2 separate regions of the Mus musculus genome follow, and region 1 is linked to region 2. Evidence: chromatin contacts called from public HiChIP or PLAC-seq data. All regions are on one chromosome and are shown on one strand. The core of a region is the stretch at or near the end of the contact, and the rest is flanking DNA. Distances in the headings are between cores, read along the strand shown.

Region 1 (3,398 bases), core at 663-3,162, 76 kb before region 2:
TTTGAGCTAGAATGTATACTGACACATTAAAACATTTTTAAAATTATATACATGCATGTGCATATCACAACAGGCATATGGAAGTCACAGGACAACCTGCCATAGTTGTTTCTCTCTTTCCTTGTGTGGAACCCAGGGCTGACCTCACCTAGTGAGGCATGTAGCAAGTGCTTTGAGCTGCCGCTGGGTTGGCCCCTGTTATTCGGCTTTTCAAACTTTCCCCTTTTTATATTTAGTTTTATATGGCTGTCAGTTACTAACTTTCTATCTTTTGATTCATTTTTTTTCCTGTAATGTTTAATTCTCTTAATCTTATCCATGTTTTTATTTTATATATTACTAACCTCAGCTAGTTCACTTGAGTCTTCTTTGGACTTTCCTCTCTCTCTCTCTCTCTCTCTCTCTCTCTCTCTCTCTATCATTCTTTATTTTATTATAGTATACAAGACTTAACATAGCTGACTTGAAGCCGTGGCTTATGAAGTCATTGGCCTGTTGAGATCTAGTGGCATTTTCTCTTACTTATGGATCAGACGTCTCTCTCTGTTTTTGTTCTTTACTCCTCTATGTAGAGAAGTAAGACAGTGTGGTAAGTGCCATTGGGAGGGGCTCTCTGTGTTAGATGGACACAAATCCATCTCTCTGTGAATTAGGATCGGCCTTACTTCTGGCTGGCCACAGAATGCTGTAGAAGTGAAGTTCTGGGATCTTGACTTTTGCTAAGAAGCCTTGCTGCATCTCTGAGAATCCGTGGGGAATTTCTTCTGGGAGTTTGGTTCTGTTCTGTTAGTGTAACTACCTAGAGACTGCTGTGCAGAGAAGCCACAGAGGAGCTCCCAAGTGCCACCAGAGACTGACATTCAGATGAGTGTCACCAAGGCTGCATATGTGTAAATGAAGCCATCTCGGGGTCTCCAGCCAAGGCTACTTGTCACATGAATGGCTCTAAGAGATTTCTGTTTATACTGTGAGAACAATCCTGATCTCTTTCGTAGTACATATGTAAATGCAATGAAGTAGTTCTTATTTTAAAATCTCTTCATTTGGGGCAAATTCTTATGATGTGATAGATAACAAAAAATGTCCTTATCCAACATTGTTTACATAGACAGTTTGCATTCATGAGATTACTCATTGGACTTTAAGCTTTCTGAACCATTCAAAAAATGTGGAGTTCATTGAATTTGTGTTCTCATTGTAGTTCTGTGGATAGCAGAGTAGAGATTGTGTTTATATGCTTGCTTTTAGAATGTCTACTTGGAAGAAAGGAAAAGACTATAATTATTAGTTTTCTTTCATTAGATTAAAAAGTATTTAGAATATATTCAGTCTCCAGATATAATGGGTATAGTTTTCCTGACGTTTCTTGTAGATCTTTCCTGTGTGTTTAACACTTGAAAGCATTCCCCCCGAATTAGCCAACTGAGTATTGTTTAGTTGCCTGCAATTTGCAGTCCTCCTATCCTTTGAAACAATTCTTAAATTCTTCCCCTGCTACTGCAAACATGAGCAAAACAAACACTGCTCATTCTTGATAGAGAAGCCAAACAAAGGAGGAGGGGGTGGGAAGGAAGGGAGGGAGATATCCAGAAAAGGGAATGTGAATAGAGGATGGCACACCACTAAAAGAAATAGTATATTGTCATCAAAGTTTCTCTGAAAGACAGACAAACAAACAATTAAACAAACAAACTCAGATGTATATACATAGTTCCTTCCAAGGCACAACCATAGGGTCACAAACTGGGTGATGGGTCAATTCCTGTACAGGTTAGCTTTCCATCACCATCACCCCAGGAGAAAAACTGTAGACAGGTCTGCAAAATGGAGACTTACATGGGGACTCCTGGGACTGTGAATTCTGCAGAAGGAAACCTGAAACATTTCCTGATTGTTTTACTGATCCATGCAAGTCCACTTCCTGCTTCTCCAAACACTCCAGCTTTCACAGGTAGGTCTAATGAGTTATGCAATGCTACAATTTTATACAAAGAGGTAGCAAACGGGTGCATTACCTGGAAATATCTCACTGTCATAAAAGGAAAACCCTATCAGCAAAGTGTTCATTTATTTGTCCTGTGTGCTACAGCGGAAACTCATTGCCTACTGACAATCTTGATCGTCACAAAAAACACAGCAGTGAAAACCCTTTCTTCCTACAGTCCTCTCAGTTACAAAATAATCAAAGTGAAACCAGAGAACTCGTCATTTTGATGAAGTAATGTAAATGGGTAGAGCGTTTAGAAGGTTTAGGTTCATCTCCGCCTAGACAGCTGTTGGTGCTTTCAAAAGCTCAGAGCACTTTTACATCTTGTAAAGTCCTTTTCTGAGGGATAGCATTAAACTTAGAAAATCTGGTTTCACACAGTGGGAAAAAATCACTGGTCAAGTGAATTTAATTCACATTTATCATCTCATGATTTTTGATGATGCTTACATTTTTCCCATAATTCACTGGGAAAGACAGAAAAGAAGAATAACATACTTCCTAGTCATGATTCAAGGAGAATTCACTTCCTGTGTCAAGATCTAAAGTAAAAACTTCAGGCTTTTTTTTTTTTTTTGGCTTTATTTATTTTTTTTTCTTTCCATTTTTTATTAGGTATTTAGCTCATTTACATTTCCAATGCTATACCAAAAGTCCCCCATACCCACCCACCCCCACTCCCCTACCCGCCCACTCCCCCTTTTTGGCCCTGGCGTTCCCCTATTCTGGGGCATATAAAGTTTGTGTGTCCAATGGGCCTCTCTTTGCAGTGATGGCCGACTAGGCCATCTTTTGATACATATGCAGCTAGAGTCAAGAGCTCCGGGGTACTGGTTAGTTCATAATGTTGATCCACCTATAGGGTTGCAGATCCCTTTAGCTCCTTGGGTACTTTCTCTAGCTCCTCCATTGGGAGCCCTGTAATCCATCCATTACTGTGGGCATCCACTTCTGTGTTTGCTAGGCCCCGGCATAGTCTCACAAGAGACAGCTACATCTGGGTCCTTTCGATAAAAATCTTGCTAGTGTATGCAATGGTGTCAGCGTTTGGATTCTGATTATGGGGTAAGGACACATGCTCCACTATGTTCATAGCAGCCTTATTTATTATAGCCAGAAGCTGGAAAGAACCCAGATGCCCCTCAACAGAGGAATGGATACAGAAAATGTGGTACATCTACACAATGGAGTACTACTCAGCTATTAAAAAGAATGAATTTATGAAATTCCTAGCCAAATGGATGGACCTGGAGGGCATCATCCTGAGTGAGGTAACACATTCACAAAGGAACTCACACAATATGTACTCACTGATAAGTGGATATTAGCCCAAAACCTAGGATACCCAAGATATAAGATACAATTTCCTAAACACATGAAACTCAAGAAAAATGAAGACTGAAGTGTGGAC
Region 2 (3,845 bases), core at 496-2,995:
CCTTATGTGCCCAAATCTTTAATTACGTTCTCTTGCTTTGTCTAGGTTTCCTAGTGTCATTCTCCAGTGAGAGTTCTCCTGCATATCAAAGATGGTCAAATGTCCCAAATGGGCAGTAGGGATAGCAGCTCCCCCAGTCCCCATCACAGCCCCTGCTATAATGACGGTCCCTGTGCCTCCCTGGAGAGGCAAGTAAGAAAAGATCCAGTGCTGCATTGGAACTGTCTCTCCTTCCCATCCATAAGACCACAGAAGCATTGTATCGGCAGTGTAGAGAGAGGAGATCGACTTCACTCTCACTACCATAGTACACAGGTAGATCATGCTAAGGAAGAAACACCCTCAGCATGTTAGCAACATATCAAACAGCCAGCCCAGGATGTTTAGCATCCTGATGGATGCTGCAAAGTGAGGCTAACTCAAGGATTTGCGTTATAAACCAGAGGTCTCTTCAAAAACTCTAAATGAGGATGGGGTGGAGATGGCAGAACACTGTCTTGACATGACATGGCTGTGAGCCAATAGAAGCTGTGATTGCCTGCCCATGACCTGAGTACGTTTAAACCCTTTAGCATACTGCCATAAAGTGGGTAAGGGCTCAGAAGGCCCCCACCCCTACCTGAAGATTTAACAGATGTTGATGTTTCCTTGGTTCCTTGGGAGGGAGAGACATTTTCTTTATGTGGTTTCACCACTGGTAACTGCTCAGGCTCCTATAACCCCCTCATGTATGCTCCTGTAAGCAATCTAGTTAAACCCCTTTGGGACACACACATTCAGGAGACTAGTTCAGAATAAAGGAGAGATCAGATGGAATGGGAGGGGAACCCTCCCCCTTTTTTGAAACCCTTCTTGGTTCTGACAAGTCCAAGGATTCATTTCTAATAGGCTCCCGATTATGTTTTGTTTTGTTTTGTTTTGTTTCCTTCTTATAGACAGAGTCTGTCTACATAGCCCTGGCTACCTTGGAACTCACTATGCTGACCAAGCTGGACTGGAACTCACAGAAATTCACAGAAAGTCTCTTGACTGCTGGGATTAAAGTCGAGAGCCACTATGCCGTCTCTGATCAAGCTTTTAACAATTATTTGATAAGTCAAATGGCCAAGGTAATTTCTCATCTAGGGATACTTACAGGGGAATTTGGGAAGAGAAGCAATTGTATTTTCTAAGATAAGTTTTAAAAGTTAATTCTTAAGGTTGTGTGTGTGTCTAACTATTACTTGATGTGAAACTAGAATCCAGCGGGCACTAGGAGTTGGCACAATGTAGACAGACTACTTGTAACTTTTTATTAAGCACAACTCCCAGGTATCTTGAACCAAAGTTTTATTAGGGATTCTGTCCCCCGTGTCAGCAGCATAGCTGACCTTCCCGAGCATGGGGGATTGAATTTGTACAGGGACTGACCAGATATCCGCGCACACCCCAACACACACCACGAATTTCTCGGGGGGGGGGGGTCTTGGCCTTGGCTACTCACAGAGTCTGGGTGCTGGGCGGCAGGCTGGGGATTCGGTGGAGCTCCTTGCAGGTGACTCTGAAGTCGTCCTCCTGGTGACACTCACAGGGTGGAGACGCACACTCTTTGCCCCGCAGGCTCCTGGACAGGGCGAGCAGCAGAACAAGCAGCAGCAGGGACCCTGGCCTCATTTTCCAAGGGACCCTCTGGGCTACTTCATCGTTGCGCGCTGTCGCCACATTCTCAGTGCCCTGCGTCTGACGCTGGAAGAGACCCGGGTGCAGGAGGGGAAGGGAGGGAGGAGGAGGGCTCCGAGGGGCTGTGACCTCATCGCTGGAGAGCACGCTGGAGAGGGGGAAGGAGAGGCTCTCAAGTGCTCCGCTTGCCTAGGCAACTCTCCATCCAAACAAGCCTGCTTGCGGCACTTCATCAGCCTCGCAGCGCCTTCTGTTCCGAGACACCCAACCTCGGTCCCTGTGTCGTTCCCTCCCTGTCACCTATTAGTTCTTTCTTAAGTCTAGACACGCTTTCGTCTCTCCTGGTCTCCGAACTCCTGAAGCTACATTTCCCGACTGAGCAGCCTTTAAGAGCTGTGCCGACCGGGGACCCACCCAAATGGGCTCCGTCTAATGTCTCCACGGAGGGGACTGTTGTGGGACTCTCTAGTGTCCCGTGGAACTTCGGCTTCTCCAGGTTAAAAGTCTCCGGAGCAGTCAGCACAACCCGTGACAGCTTAGAGTGCAGCTGAAGGGGGACGAGTCACTCCGGGCGAGACAATCCTCCATGCTGTCTAGCTGGAACAGCCACGGTCCAGCTTGGAGGCGCCACTAAACGTCTGGAGATGCTGCTCTCACCAAACCCAGCAGCTCCGTGAAGTCAGGCGCTGGGCTCTGGGGCCATCTGCTGTAGATAACTGGGAACTGCGCACACAGGTTCCCTTGCCTGCACGGTAACAGTCTGGTTTTACGAATCTGCTTAGAATCCTAGACACTTTTCATTCTCATCCACCCTCTCCAGAAATCCAGAATGAAGAGAACACTTAAGTGCCACCTTGCTCTTCTCACACCCACCAAGAATATTAGCTACAAATGTAAACTAGATTGTGTCAATTTTCTTCTTGGAAGTATAACTGCTTGCTCGTTCCTCTAGGAGCAAAAGGAATACTAACTCCTCACATGCCACACGGCTTCTTTTACAGGTAACTCCAGAGCAGGAGGGAAAGGTGTGGTGGTGGAAATCAGAAGAAACATGAAGAGAGAAGGCTCTAAAAATACAGGATGGAGGTTAAGGGCAGGTAAATATTAAGATTTATTGAACTGTACCTTTAAGATATACACATCCCCATGTTTATAGAAACTTTATTGTCACCCCAAAGTGTAAACAACCCCACGTGTCCTTCAAGAAAACTGTGAATGCACAAACAATATTTCATAGAAAATGAATCGAGCTCTAGTTTACATGACATGTACAAATCTAGAACACGACTGGCAAGCACAAGGAACTAAATTCACAGCATTATGTACTTATGTGTGATCATTCCTATACATGACATTATGTGGTATTTTCGGTGGAAGTAAAGCCAGGGCTGGGGATAAAGCTCAGTTGGTAGAGTGCTTGCCTACCATGTTCAAGGCTCCAAACCTAGCCAAGTGTAAACTTGGTGTGGTGGGATACTTCTGCAATCCCAGCTGTGGGAGTCAGAGGCAGGAGGATCAAGGTACTTGGCTACATAGCAACTTGTAGGCCACCATAGGCTCTATGAGGCTCCAAAGGACTGAAGTCTTGAGAAGGAGGATGACTACAAACAGACACCCAGAGACTTTTCCTGGAAAATGAGATTGTTTACAGTCTCCTCTCTGCTGCACACATAGCAACTTGTAAATGTGGAGAGCTATAGTGCTTGCATTTTGAATGTTAAGCCCATCTTAAATCCAGGGATAAACACCCTTCGACTTTTCTGAATGTATTCTTGCAGCAATACATTTCTTTACTGAAATTCTATTTGAGGGTTTTGTGTAGATGTGCCTAAGGCAAAGTGGCCTGTTGCTCTTTATCTTTTGTATATTTTGTTCTCAGTAATTGATTCTTTCATCACGGAGTGAATTGAGAGATATCTTCTCTTTTCTACATTTCTATTAGGGTTTGTATACATTGCGCTTATCTGATAGAATTACATTAAAAACACTTGAGCACTGAGTTTTCCACTACAAACTGAACTTCTAAAGATAATATTCTCTTTGAGGCAGCTTGGGTAGCTTCTAGGTTATAAAGGATTTGTTATCTGTTCCTGACTCCATTGCCATAAAGTTATTTTTTTTTACAGTGTTCTCTCTATACATGTATACAAACATGTGTAATTGGTTCTAATGTCGACTCATTCATA

The links. HiChIP or PLAC-seq counts read pairs in DNA pulled down with a chosen protein or histone mark.
Region 1: a contact with region 2 is called in an H3K27ac HiChIP or PLAC-seq map of extraembryonic endoderm stem cells. The contact joins the enhancer-like site here to the promoter of Tshr in region 2. A contact is called at or near these places in 3 of 39 promoter capture datasets (the 3T3-L1 cell line and macrophages), 1 of 484 Hi-C or Micro-C datasets (nephron progenitors), 2 of 115 datasets of contacts at active chromatin or transcription factors (embryonic stem cells and extraembryonic endoderm stem cells) and 1 of 9 other capture datasets (adipose tissue).

Annotation. Positions count from the first base shown.
Region 1 is chr12:91,475,120-91,478,517 of GRCm38.p6, reverse strand. All of the region lies in intron 1 of Tshr (thyroid stimulating hormone receptor), which reads right to left. Among named protein-coding and RNA genes, the nearest start is that of Gm40541, 60 kb to the left of the region's middle. Within about 2 kb of position 1,912, at least 5 of the 459 cell types and tissues checked have an H3K27ac peak or open chromatin away from gene starts, as enhancers often do. A contact at or near this core is called in extraembryonic endoderm stem cells, where this site is marked.
Region 2 is chr12:91,398,893-91,402,737 of GRCm38.p6, reverse strand. It overlaps Tshr (thyroid stimulating hormone receptor), which reads right to left and starts at 1,745. Exons shown (of 10, transcript NM_011648.5): 1 at 1,484-1,745. The coding sequence starts at 1,653.